Regions from separate parts of the Xenopus laevis genome. Here region 1 is linked to region 2. The links are chromatin contacts, called in public Hi-C maps. All regions are on one chromosome and are shown on one strand. Each heading gives the region's core, a stretch centred on a gene start, on an enhancer-like site or on the middle of the called end of the contact. The rest is flanking DNA. Distances are from core to core; before and after follow the strand shown.

What was found. Hi-C and Micro-C count contacts between places; a contact is called where the count stands out from the background.
Region 1: a contact with region 2 is called in a Hi-C map of the XL177 cell line, with 2.9 times the contacts expected there. The contact joins the promoter of LOC108698619 here to the enhancer-like site in region 2. A contact is called at or near these places in 2 of 4 Hi-C or Micro-C datasets (the XL177 cell line and animal cap).

What each region holds. Positions count from the first base shown.
Region 1 is chr8L:69,931,984-69,939,319 of Xenopus_laevis_v10.1, forward strand. LOC108698619 (numb-like protein) reads right to left here and starts at 4,427. Exons shown (of 10, transcript XM_018230238.2): 1 at 3,931-4,427.
Region 2 is chr8L:69,889,932-69,896,785 of Xenopus_laevis_v10.1, forward strand. LOC108698619 (numb-like protein) reads right to left here. Exons shown (of 10, transcript XM_018230238.2): 6 at 6,167-6,307; 7 at 5,763-5,967; 8 at 4,561-4,872; 9 at 1,592-1,765. Among protein-coding and RNA genes, the nearest start is that of prx.L, 33 kb to the left of the region's middle. Within about 2 kb of position 4,735, at least 1 of the 7 cell types and tissues checked has an H3K27ac peak or open chromatin away from gene starts, as enhancers often do.

The DNA of each region.
Region 1 (7,336 bases), core at 3,177-5,676, 42 kb after region 2:
AAAAGCACAAAACCTCTTTTATGGCCTTTATATGGTTATGGAAATCCATTGTGACTTCTAATATTCTCATATTGTGCTATATAGTTCCCTATATAAACAATGCTCAGTGATGTTATTGTTTAATTGGTGTCTAGCAATACCACTTGTAAAATATGACTGACCAAAACTTGTGTAATAAATGAAATAAAGTACCCTGTACTTTATCTATGGATTATGGCCTTGTGTCTTTATGTAGTCACAGGACTCTGCACTGTGGGAGATTTGTATATTTGGAGGGGGATGGGCAGTGGTTGAACTAGACGATTTTCTTTTATAGGGAGGTTAACTATTTCTGATATAGATACTGGATATAGATACATTAGTGAGCTATGAAATACCTTGGAAAAGGTGTATAAGGATAAATTCTGGGTGCTTGGGAACAATATTAGAGATTCATATGGGTGAGACTTGTTTGTATACATATGTTGATACACAAATAGATTTAAACAAAGGAATTTTGTGAGATTGGGTAAACTATGAGCTATATCTGTGGTTACTTGGCACTGTGTATTTTTGTAATCTTTTTGGTGTGGGGAACACTGTGATGTGATATATTTATATGCAAATATTGGTGAGTGAGCGCATTGTAAAGTATCTTTATAGGAAAAGTCTAGATGAGTGGATATTCTGAAGTGTTTGAGTAAAGTACTTTAGGTGAAGTGAATGGACACAATAACAGTTATGTATATGGGTACAGTAGAGGTATACCTAGGGGCCTGGATGAGACTAACTGGTAGTTATTTACATGAGAAAATTCTAAGTGATGAGCCACACTATGAGTTATTATGGTTGGACACTCTAGGTAACTTGACTGTAGGTAGTTAGTTAAGTGTTGGATACACAACTATTTTTTTTAAATCTTAAGTTTGAGGTGTTATATATTACTAGACATTAAGCCCGTTAAATTAACGGGCGCTAGACGGTCCGTGGGGCACATGCGCAGTAGCGCAATCCCACGGACACAGGGACTGGATGCAGAGACACTTCAACTTTATTATATAGGAAAAGATGCACAGTTTTCTCCAGGTCACTTATATGTACTGGTCAACTGTAACTGAACTGAAAACAAACATCTTATTAGTTGCAATTGGTTACTGCACCCGGGCAAACACTGCATCAATCATTACATATGGGGTAAACTTTCTTTTGTAATGTGGGTGCATCTAAAACTGTAACCTTTGAAAAAAAAGGCTAAATTAGCATTCTTTCAGAGAATCTAAGAAACCATACTGTTAAAAGCAAATACATATACAATTCAGAGGAGGAGTAAGCATTTCCTTAGCTGTGTACACATTACAGGAAGTCTGCCAGTGTACAATGGGAAATGTATCCTAAGGAAAAGCTCCATGTGCCCATTTAAATTGTGAAACATTGTAAATTGTTTGCATGGGTGTGTAACTGGGAGATGCAATTAATTTGCCTATATGTGTATATATAGGGAGATATTAAGGTCAGGGCTTAAAAATGGGGGCACTGGGGGGCTAAATCATTAGTGTTTACAGTACTAAACTATTGTACTTAATGGGTTGGCCACATTCTGGGCCAGTGTTGCTGGCTTAAAGGCCAATTCATTCCCTTGCTAGCTGTGCCAAAAGTTGCCAGTCCTACCTGTGAAGAAAAAAAAAGAAAGCAACCCATCTGAGTGTGTATTCTGGTTGATATTCACAAGCAACAAGCATTGTTTTGGCATCAAATAGCTGCCTCAGCAACCACAGGACCCCAAATAACACATCACTGCGTTAATTTGAGTGTAAAATGAGATAATGATCTATTTAAATGACATGGTGTGACAAATATCTCTATAAACTTTCCTGCACATTTATATGTGCAAGTAATTCAGCTTTGTATAAAACACAACAGGTAGGAGTGGAGTGTCCGGCAGTGCACACTTGGATGTATGTTTGGAAAATAATGTTGCTGTGTATGTACACAAAATAATGTGATGATGAAGCAATGTGTCTTGGACTGCACACTGGGGATGAGGCTGCAGTGCATATATGTACTTAATGAAATATACACTTGGAATGGAAGCATTTCAGCTGGGAGTTTTCACTGGGGTGTGTGTATTAAAAATAACCTGATCTTTACGAGACTGTATAGCTGAAACTGATACGGCTACACGTGTTCACTGGAAGATGTAAATGTGAAGCTAACCAGCTTGGTTATGCACATTATATGATTTATCTTGATAATATCTGCCTGGGAGTGGCCTGATGGACCAGACATTGCTACAGTACACCCTCCCTAATGCTGACAAGTTAATTGTATGTGTTTGTACCAATGTACATTGCATGTGAGTCACCTGAATATGTACACTGCATGATACTAAATGAAATCTGCCAGTTGTCTTAATTAGAGGATGTATATGTGAGATTAATATGTCTGGTTGAGTACACTGAGAGATGAGATTTGGGTGAGTGTGTGCATCCACATGGAGAGTAAATCTGTGAAGGAGTTTCATGACCATATTATACAGGTAAACTCCGAGGTAACTTCTAATATCCTCATATTTTGCAACTGGGGGTACTTTATTTATTATGATACACACGTTTCAGTGAGTCATTTGACAGAAATTACATCAGAACTCACCATTTATAAGGATATAATTTACAAGATATTCATGGTTTTTGTGTATTATATATATATATATATATATATATATATATATATATATATATATATATATATATATATATATATATATATAATATATATATATAGTCCACGAGATAGCCAGCACTCACAAATAAAAGTTACAGTTGCCTGGGTGCAGTATCAAAAATTTAAAACGTAACTAGCACAAAGGATCCGCACTCACAGGTCTTATATAAATATAAAAATTTTTTTTATTGTTGTATGCGAGTCTCGCATACAACAATAACATTTTTTTTAATATTTATATAAGACCTGTTAGTGCGGATCCTTTGTGATATATATATATATATATATATATATATATATATATATATATATATATATATATATATGCTTAAGGAGGGGGTAGATACCTCCAAAATATAAATGTTGCTTGTCTGACTTCTATACATATAGGTGTGTTTGTGGGTGTGTATGCTAGGGGATACACATGTTGATAAAACCCATGTGGGTACATATAATGGGTGGAGTATATGGGTACAAAGTGAATGATGTGTATTGGTGAAATTCACTTTGGTGTGTAATCACATGGATGAGCTATGTACGTGGATTTGCACAGTGAGACACGTCTGTGTGGGTGTGTACACTGGCAGAGGTATAGTGTGAATGGAATCTGTGTGGGTGTGCACATGGATATTAGGAAGGTGTCTGCATGGTGAGGATAGAGATGCACACAGTTTATATGCACAGAGCAGTGAAAGAGGTATGTAGCAGAGAGAGAAAGCTGTTAGTCAGCATGTACACAGGCACAGCCAAGGCAGAAAGGAAAAGTGTAATTTCTGTGACTCAAGCAAATGCCATAAAATCCCAGAAGCAGACACTTCGGCAGTTGCTCTGGATTCTGCATGGGGAGTGAAGTGCTGCGCTCTGTCTAACAAAGGGTTAATGTCCTGACCATCCAACCTTTGGAACTACAGCCCCCAGCATCCTCTGATACCCTTGCTGGGAGCTGGAAGGAAACCACAGGTTTAGCATGAAATGAAGTGGCCGGCATTGTGCTCAGAGAAGGGACGTGTGTCACAGCTGGGGATCTCCTGGCACCCAATGTTGGACCCAGTGGGACAGTCAGCTGGTGACATGCCAGAACACCGTTTGCTTTGCAGCAACTGCCCCGGACCACCCAGCCTTCTCCTTCCTCTACATTCACATGAAATGCCTCCCTGATTCATTCAATCTATTGGCCCAGCCTGTCGAACACAGGATGCCAAACGTTCCCAGGGAAATGCATGTACTTACGGCTCTCTGGGCAGATGAAGGACACGCACAGTCACAGAGCCGATGTGATGTCAAATTCCACGATTTTGTATGTGCAGCAGCCAGCGACTGCGCGCGTCACTCAGAGCCTGCGACGATGTCAGATAGCACAATCCAGCTTCAAAGCTTTCCAGCCGATGTGCCCTGATCTAGTGGCTAGCAGCAAATAATGTGACTGCCAATCTGCTTTGTTACCCGCTCATGGACGCATGCTCCCTGCGAAAGCTCCAATCACCATAACCACGCCCTGGTGCAATTTGATTGGCCGACGCCCTTATGAAATGCAGATTCCTTTCTTTTAACCCCGCCTGTCCCCCTATTGCCCACCCGCTTGCTCTGCTCCAAAATTCTTTCCTTCTGTTACAAATTTCTCTGATTTAATGGATTCTTTCCTAAATACAGTTCTCTTCCAGGGACAGGAAATTCAATGTATTTAAGTCTAGCACTCTTGATGTTTTGTACCTGTAAGACTGCTGGGTAATGCAGTCCTCTGTGCTACACATAACAGTTCACAGAATAACTAGTTAATATTTCATGGAGCAGGAAGTTAGGGATTTTCCAGCCAATCATCAGGAGGCCAGTCTGAGTCCTGCCATGAGAGCCAGGCACAGGAAGAGGAACCAGCCAGGAGACATGAGAGGATGACTGGGGGACTTACAGACTGGCATCTTATATTCCAGACCAGCCAGGGAGATGGGGAAACATTGCAGAGTGCAGCCTGCTGGGAGTTCATTCCTACCAATGGCTGGAGGGAGTGTGTGCAAGGTCCCAGCAGCCCATATGGTCCTGGGTGTCAGCTGGAGGTGTGAAAGCAATGCTGTCAGACCTACTTACAATCCTTACAGGTGGAGGAGCAAAATGTGTAATCCCTTCCCTGGCACAACACTCAGATGGTGGCTGTAGCAAGCAGGGAGACACATCTGGGTGCTGTGGGAACAACTCAAACGCTCCCCGTTCCTTCAAAACCACACAGTCTCACAGATACAACTGTCACTTTCTCTTTTCTCCCTCCAGTGTACTGGCAGAATAATGGCTGGTTACAGAACAGTCCCTTAAACTGGCAAAGCAAGGGTTAAAATCAATTCACAGTTCAGCCGCTTCTCCTTTCACGTTGGCTTTCTCCTGATCAGGAATGGCTGCAATCCTTGCACACTCACTCACTCACTCACAGTGTGAAGATGCTGAATAAAAAATACTTCTTTGTATCGTGGTACTGGAGGGGCAATTTCATGCATTGAAGGGAAAATCCTCCAAGCAAAGAAATAAATATTTGTAAATGCAACTGAAAACGACATATATTTATAGGCAAACAAACAACAGATTTTGGGTGTAGTTCCCCTTATTTTCTGACATGTACAAACACAAAATTGCCTCAGTAGGGTTGATAAAGCTGTGCACCAAAACAGGTATAGTATATAGAGCCGTCCTCAGTGTTTGTTGTTATAAAAGAGGACTTGTTTGGGCACTATGTTGACCAGGTCATGGGTAGATTATTCTGAACATGCAGCTGCTGTGAACATATATACATATAATACACAAGAGCCATGCATATCCTGTAAATTTTATCTTTATAAATGGTGACTATTGATGTCATCAGTTATAAACGGTGAGTGGTGATGTCATTTTTGTACATGACTCTTAAAACTTGTGTGTTATAATAAATAAAGTACGCCTTGTTGGAAAATTTGAGGATATTAAAAGTTACCCTGGCCTCGTGCTTTTATATGGTCATAGAACTCCTCGGCAGTGCCGGGCCATGCTGGGCAGGCGCCCTTCTGCGCATGCGCGAATTTGCGCTTCTGCACATGCGCGAATTTGCGCACATATCGCGACAACTACATTGAGTCGGCCAGAGAAGAGAACCGGACTTGGGGTAGGCGACAGAGGAGGTACGTGCCTGGCGCCCTCCGAGCTTTGCACCCTAGGCACGTGCCTACTCTGCCTACCCTTAGTTCCGGCCCTGCTCCTCCGTGACATAATATCCTTATATTTTACAATAGGGGTACTTTATTAACTATATAAATAGATCAGTGTGTGGCCCAGGCAGGCTAAGCAGCTGATGAGAAAATAAACCAGTTGGTATAATCACCACCCATCAAATTTTTCAACAAGTACCAAATATTTCACATCAGGCAATGTGTACATTTTAGGGCCAGATAGATTGCAGAGACCTATGCAAGGAAAAAGCATTCATTTAATCAGAATAAAGGCCCCCATACACAGGCCGATAAAAGCTGCCGACAGACCGAGTCGGCATCATATTGGCCCGTGTGTGGGGCCCTCTGATGGGTTTTCCTGATTGATATCTGGCCGAAAGTTGGCCAGATGTTGATTGGGCAGGGCTCCTGTCGGATCGCAGCTTGTTCGTTGATGCAGTCCCTCAATCCGACCGCCCGTATGGCCTCCATTCTGATCACGATTGGATCAGCCCACCCCCTCTAGTTATGTTACTGAGTGGTGCCAACGCTCCATGTCTCCTTAGCCTAAGCATGGCATGTGGAATAGGTGGGACTGACCAGGGGGCCCCTTCATATTGCAATTTTATCTGCATTCGAAAATTTTATACTGCAGGATCATATGAATCTTGCCACCACTCACCCCTCCCTTGCAGGGGTTTCCAAAGTCACTGTTTCCAAACCTGCCCACAGTCCTTTTCCTTTTGCCCATTTTATGCACAGGTTATCAACAGAATGCTGGGTGGCCTTTAGACTTAGCAGGAACAAAATAGGCAATATGTATATAGTGAAGCTTTTTAAAATTACATTGATAGGGAAAGAGTCTGAAATACCAGACTTAGAAATCAATGCAACTTTAGTTTATAATATCATTAATGGAGACGAAAAGCATACAGTGCTTCCCCAATCTGTCAGTGAGAATAATGAAGCAGAGGATATGAAGATTTTTCCATATTAAAAATGAAAACAACAAACCATGAGGTCATCACCCATGTGCATATTAAATCTAATGTAGCAATTAGACTGCTTACAGATCCAGATAAATTAGACTATTTGCTCCTGGTGTCAATCCCGATCAAGAATACCCGTTCTGGAAATGATTGCAGCTAAATCCATAAAGTAAAGCATATCATGGAAATGTTCTGAGTAATAATGTATTTTTTTATCTCGATTTGTACAGTAGGGGGTAACTCAAACAACAAAGTTTAAATTTGACAGGGAAAATGCAGTATTACAGGGTTTCCATAATCCCACCTATAATGTGAAATCTTTTCCTACAACAGAAAATAAATAAAATGAGGCTCATAACTAAACCAAATTTTGGGTCACAGAGCTGATACTATAATTTAAGAAACACTGATGTATGTGAAACAATCTGAAACATTCGTTTAAATAGGGTTGCCATCTGGTCAGTATTTTGCTGGCCTGGCTGA
Region 2 (6,854 bases), core at 3,485-5,984:
CTGTCAGTCAAAATGATTTCCTAACTCCACACATGTATGTATGCATGTATATTTATTTATAGGCTAATTATCTATCTACAGGGCTTCCATCCATGTGTAGCGGTCTCACGTGCTTGATAGGAAAAGGCATACAAGATGGAAACATGTATGTTGCAGATATGGGTAATCAATAGCACAGACAAAGCACTTGAAGTAATCGTTAATAAATTAGCCCTTTAAAGGGGATGCACCAAAACAAATATAATGGAAGCCAGAGATTGTAGCACAGGAATAACATACCTCCCAACATTTTGGAAATAAAAAGAGGGACAAAAAAGTTGCAGTGGCAAATTTTTGGCCATGCTCATTTTGTAACCATACCCCATAATTACCATGTTCATTTTACAGAATTTGGCAGGTTATGAAAGTTTGAACACATTTCTGTGTTTTGTTTTTCAATTACAGTTTTGCTAATGAAGGTGAATTGCCCTTTAAACTGTGAGTCACAGTTTCCCCAAGGGACCTGTTATCTTATATTGTTACAATTACTTATTTGCTTATCTGAAATTGTTACAAAAGTTCCAAGTGCACCTGGCAACTTAGAAACATTGTTTCTTTTTCTGGCTGTTCAGTGCAGAGAAAAACAGGGCTTTCCAGTACAAATGAGGGACTGCAGATTGAGCTGTCAAAAGAGGGACTGTCCCTCTAAATATGGGACAGTTGGGAGGTATGGGAATAAGTATTTGAGAGTCAAGCCAAGTCGCAGATGAAACGTGTCAGGCTTGGTGATGGCTTTCCAACTTAAATGGTGGCATGTAACACCATAACCAGTTACTTGCTACTTGAAGCCATGATTGAATTTTCAAAGCACCAATGATTATTATGGCTGGTGAGTACACATCTTGACTATAAAAGCACATTGTCAGGGGCAATCCTGGCCCCTCTGCAGCTTGCTGGGGGGGGCACGATGTCGACAGAGGGCGGAATTTCCAGTTTGAAGACCGGGCACAGAGGGTGCCATATTATAGAAAGAAATAATACCCTATATTTCATTAGTCTGCCCTTTTCCTGTGCTACAAGCACTGACTTCCATTATATTTGGTTTGGTGCATCTTTGGTCTTTAGGGGAATGGAAAAGGAGAAATATACCTCTGAATATAAACAGAATGTGTAAGTAAAAGCCTTTTAACCTCCACTAAACATGAGTTTGGTCCTGAATTTTACACTCCTCCGTGTCAGGCTGTTCCTTGAAAGTCTGCCCACTGAGAGTGGAGATGCAGATGCCCCTTTCATTCCTGTTGACTAGTGTTTGATACAATTGGCTGGCACCACTCAGTCAGGGCAATGCCATGTAATATGGAAGAAGCATGTGAATGTGAAATTTCATCTTCAGCAGCACTGAACAACTTGGAATTTGAAAACCCAAGATCAATTGGAAAAAAGTTCATAATGGTATGAACTGTTCTAATTGAAACATCAAATTCAGACATGTGGAATTCTGCATTTTCCCATGTTTCATCATTAGCCTAAGGCTGTATCCCACAGTGCACTGCACAGAGCTAGATGATGGGTGATAAGACACGACTCCTAAAAAGTGTGAAGCGATTCTTACCTTGCACTGTTTGTGGTGGCAAGGAGACAGCTGGAAGCATGCTGGGTGTTCTAGTCCCGTTGCTATTTGCAAAGGGATCCTCAGATGGCTTGTTTGTGAAGGAGCTGTTGATTTGGTTGCACAGATCATTGATTCCATCATATTCTTGATGCATTGAAGACTCCATTTCAATGGCTGTAAGACAGAGTATGATTGAATTAATGCATAACTGATTATTTCATTAGCCTTAATGCTTCTTCGTTTAAGTCTTCAAAGCACTCTCTAATCATATATATTATTAGATTTTTATGCCTTCCTGTAGCAGGTCAATAGCTCATTTAAAAATGCTCTGAATACCAGTACTTTTATAAGTGCTGTAAACTCACAAATTAAGGTGGCCATACACGGGCAGATTAAAGCTACCGTAATTGGACCTTTAGACCGGTTCGGCAGTTTATCTGCCAGTGTATGGGGGCTTCCGATGGGTCTCCCTGATCTATATCAGGCCAAAAATCAGGCAGATATTGATCGGGGAGGTTTGATTTTTCTGGTGATCAAGGACTGCATCGGCTAGTTGATGCGGTCCTAAGAACTGTCCATTCTCTTCATTGAAATCAGATCTCTCTGTGACTGTGCCAAACGAGCGGCTCTTATCGTCTATAGCCACTTTTAACTGTGCTGCAGGCAACATGCACTTCTCCCAGAACTGCACCCATCCCAAGAGTCCAGTTAGTGAGAAGGAACAAAATATGTGTCCAATAAAAGCAGCATGAAACAGTTATATCAATGACTACACTGGTGCTAATTTACTAACCAATATTCTAAATTGCATCAGAGTACCAGAACCATCTTATCCACAATAAGTCTTGACTCTGATTGGTTGCTAAGATTAACAACACTTTTTCACTCATTCAGGAAATTAGCTCCACCGATTTAAGTCTAAAGCTTCTTAAATATGCATAAATCCATTTTCATTCCAACAGTCCAGGCAGATCTCCTCATTAATTGTTTTTCATTTGAATACAGAAGTTGACAACAATATTTGGCCAATATGAAAGTATTTAGATTACTTATAGTGTGACTATTTGTATTTAAACTTGAGTAAAGATAGGACGGGGTTAAACACTGGGATGAAGCTAGCATCACCAATAATGGTAATGGCACATGTGCTTTTAAGTGAGAATGTAACTCCCTCTTTTTCACTCAAGCTCATTCAATTGGGCTTATGTAGACAAGTTGCAACACTATCTGAACTTCCAGAAATATGTAGTGAAATGGTCTCTGAATTAGAGACAGGCTTTTAGGATAATTTTTTAAAAAATTATACAATAGTTGCTAATCCACTGATATGCTGAGAAATGTATCAACTAAGGTAGCAATTTGGAAAATGTTCCTGGCTAAAAGCAATTGCAAAAAGTCTATTTCTGGTGTACTATCTTACAACACCTGAATTGAACAAGTGATTTAAGGATCTGATTGTCCTTACATTACAGGCTTCAATTAGTGATGGTGAGGCAGTGGCAAACCTTCATGTTTTTGACATTTTGCACCCTGCTGCCCCATCAATGCTCTATAGTCTATTGCACTCCATGTATTCGCCCCATAAACACACTGCTTCCTATGTTTGGCAGTGCCAGTGTCAGAATGGGATGTCAGGTGCCCAATATAAAACCTTAGATCAGAGACCAACTCTCCACATTATTTTTCTTCTTCTGCTCTCTCAGCTTTCTTATTCTCTTCTCTGTATCATACTTTTCTGTACTATCTACTACCTTCTCTCCATGGGGCACATTTACTAAAGAGCGAATTGTGTTTTTTTGACAAATTTTCGATAAAAAGACAATTCGAAAGGCGACATTGCCAATTTACTACAAGAAGAGCAACTCCCTGCATTTTGCTAACTGAATTGTCGCTCAGGAGATTGTGTAAACATTTCAATTTGTTACCCTTTTCCCCAAAAATCTATTTTGCCAGGTTCTGACTGGTGAAATAATACAATGAAGCTACATCCTCAGTGACATCATATCCTGTATTCCAAAAAAAACATAAGTAAAAGTCAAAACCCTAGCATCTTGTCATATTTAAAGTGGGATTATAGTTACAAGTTGTAACTGTTAAAAATATTTTATTTACACTTTTTAACATTTGAAGCTCACGCCACTTTTGTTTTAGGGTGGGCTCATGGCCTAGGACAATTTTAATAAGAAGTGGCCACTTCCAGCAATTTCAACAGCATCACTAATAAATACATTCATATGACCTGTATGTACCCAACATATTTAAAGTGACATAAGTTAAAGTTCAGCTAGCAAGGACGTAACGCTAGAGAAACATTCATTATGAAATTTTCGCACCAACGAATCATTGCTGGCGAAAGTATGCTATCGTTCTTTTAACGAGATGTCATTTCATATTTTGATGAATGCGCGTATTCATCATGACATACTGTCTGATGTAGTTGCGCAAAGTATGGCAGAGACTTCCGAATCAAAAATTTGCAGGTAAGTAAATGTGCCCAGGACTTCTCTTTGATCTCAAACAAAAAACAGGAATAAGCATGATATAGGTATACAAAGCAAAAATAAAAGTCCACTGACACCTGGGCTGTATTCATGAGGCACGGGAAGGGGAGAAATTTAGGAACCCCTCTTCCTGTCCCCTAACTTCAGACCGTGGTTTGCAATAGAGTCCTTTACTTAAGGTCCACTGCTGTACTCTGCACTTCATGCTGGAGATTTAATTAGACATTAGGTACAGTATGCAGCAAAAACCCACACACAAATGCTTCTTGCATGAGCCTAAAGGGCACAATTCTCTAACCACTATTGCTCTAGCACTTATGTTCAGGGTCATCATAAATGACATCTTACATCTTAGTATTCCTGCAAGTTGTCTTATGAATCCATTCCCTATAACTTTTCAGAAAGTACCCTCCAATTTTTTACTGGTCATTCAACCCAACAGATACTGACTTTTCACATTATTATTACCTTGACTCTTGTCCTGGAAATTGGTTTTACGTTGAAGGGTGGACGGGAGCTCATTGAGTCTCAGTGAAAGCTGCCGTTTAAAAGGTGAGTTTTTTTGGCTCAGGGCAGGGAAACCACGAAAGGACCCCTGTCTCACGAGCTGTTCCAGGGGAGCATGTCTGCGGGGTATGGCATGCTGCCCACCAGCCTCACTCTTGTCTGATGGGACAGTGGCACACTGGGGTGGTGACTGGTCAGGCTGTGCTGGCAGTACAGGATTTGATGGTGCTCCCACGGTTGCTATACTGGAGCAAAGGGATGGAGCAGCTTCAGCTGTAAAATATTAAAAAGAGCATTGCTCCAACCAGTTATTGATATAAAAACATTAAGGGGCACATTTACTAAGGGTCGAATTTTGAAGTGCTAAAACTTCGAAATTCGACCATCGAATTAAAAAAAACCGATAGTAGAAGTTTTCTTTTGTTTGAATTCAGCTGTTTTCGGACGAATTAAAATTGTTCGATCGACCGTAGAAATCGTTCGAATCGAACGATTCAATTGATCGATTCGAACGATTTTCCAAAAAAAAAAACTTTGACTTCTAAAAACTTAGCCAAATATTGGCTATAGGTTCTAGGAGGTCCCCATAGGCTAACATAGCAATTCGGCAGGTTTAAGGTGGCGAAGTGTCGAATTTGAAGTTTTTTAAAGAGACAGTACTTTGGATTTTCGAATGGTTGAATATTTTCAATTCGAATAGAATTTTGGCCTATTCGATGTTCGAAGTACCCAAAAATGAATGAATTGAAATTCAAAGTTTTTGAATTCTAATTCACTTCGACCCTTAGTAAATGTGCCCCCCACTGTGTATGGCATTTCATGCTGAATAAAACAGGGGTATTTTAATTAGGGATGCATCTAATCCACTATTTGGGATTTGGCCGAATCCTTACTGAAAGATTCGGCTGAATACCGAACCAAATCTGAATCCTAATTTGCATATGCAAATTAGGGTCAGGAAAGGAAAAAATCTTCTTTTGTGACAAAAAGTCACGTGATTTCCCTACCCAACCCTAATTTACATATGCAAATTAGGATTCAGATTTGGTTCGGCCAGGCACAAGGATTCGCCCGAATCCGTATCCTGCTGAAAAAGGCCGAATCCCGAACCGAATCCTGGATTCGGTGCATCCCTAATTTTAATATCTGAGAGATATGTTTACCCTTCTTTTTATCTTGAAGTTGCCTCATTACTTCTTCACGTTCTGCCTGCTGGGAGGCAGATGTGACACGGAATGATCCCTCGCGAGCAAAACTGGTTCGACTGGCATCAAATGAAGCTGTGACCCCACACTCCTTTTCCCTCTTCTGTTTTCTTTCCAGGCAAGCGGCAAAAGCACAGCCAACAGCATGGCTCAGACGCTCTCCCTGTGTAGAAAGAATAAAAGAGAGAGAAGTTGGAAACCTGAAGACAGATTTTGCTGTTTAATACGAGTTTTAGGATGATTTTGGGTTTACTGTACAAGTTACTTAACATGAATGGAAATTATAAGTGTTTTTGGAATAGACTGTAGTTAAATCAAGCTGTATGGTTCTACATTGTATTTCTATACAATGCCATACTTACGGAATCCTTCAAGGCCAGGAAGCAGTGACAGATCCAGCGACGGGTTGTTCCATCCCGACAAATGTAAGAAAAGGCCTTGTCAAAGTTGCGATCAGGAGCACAAAATGATACTTTCTCAATGGTCTGATCCACTATCAGGTCCTAAAAATAGGTCATACGGTCAAGCATTTGAAAGAACTGTTAGATAAGCCTAGATGTTCAGCAGAACCTAGTCACAAACATACAATGAAATTAAAGCCGTCCGTAGGGGACATTTACATCTCCAACACAATGCAAGAGTGTACCCTTTAGTTCCCATCTGAGTAGCAATTAGAGCCAGTGTCAGACTGACCCACAGAGATACCAGGAAAACTCCCGGTGGGCCCAGGTGTCAGTGGGCCTCTTTCTTCAATCCATTTGGCATATTTCATGGTCATTCCCTATTTCTTCATGGTAACAAAGAGGCTTAATAATGGAATAATAGAGTATAGTATGTAGAGAAAAGTAGGGATGCACCGAATCCACTATTTTGGATTCGGACGAACCCCCGAATCCTTTGCGAAGGATTCGGCCGAATACCGAACCGAATCCGAACCCTAATTTGCATATGCTAATTAGGGGTGGGAAGGGGAAAACATTTTCTCCTTCCTTGTTTTGTGACAAAAAGTCACGTGATTTCCCTCTCCACCCTAATTTGCATATGCAAATT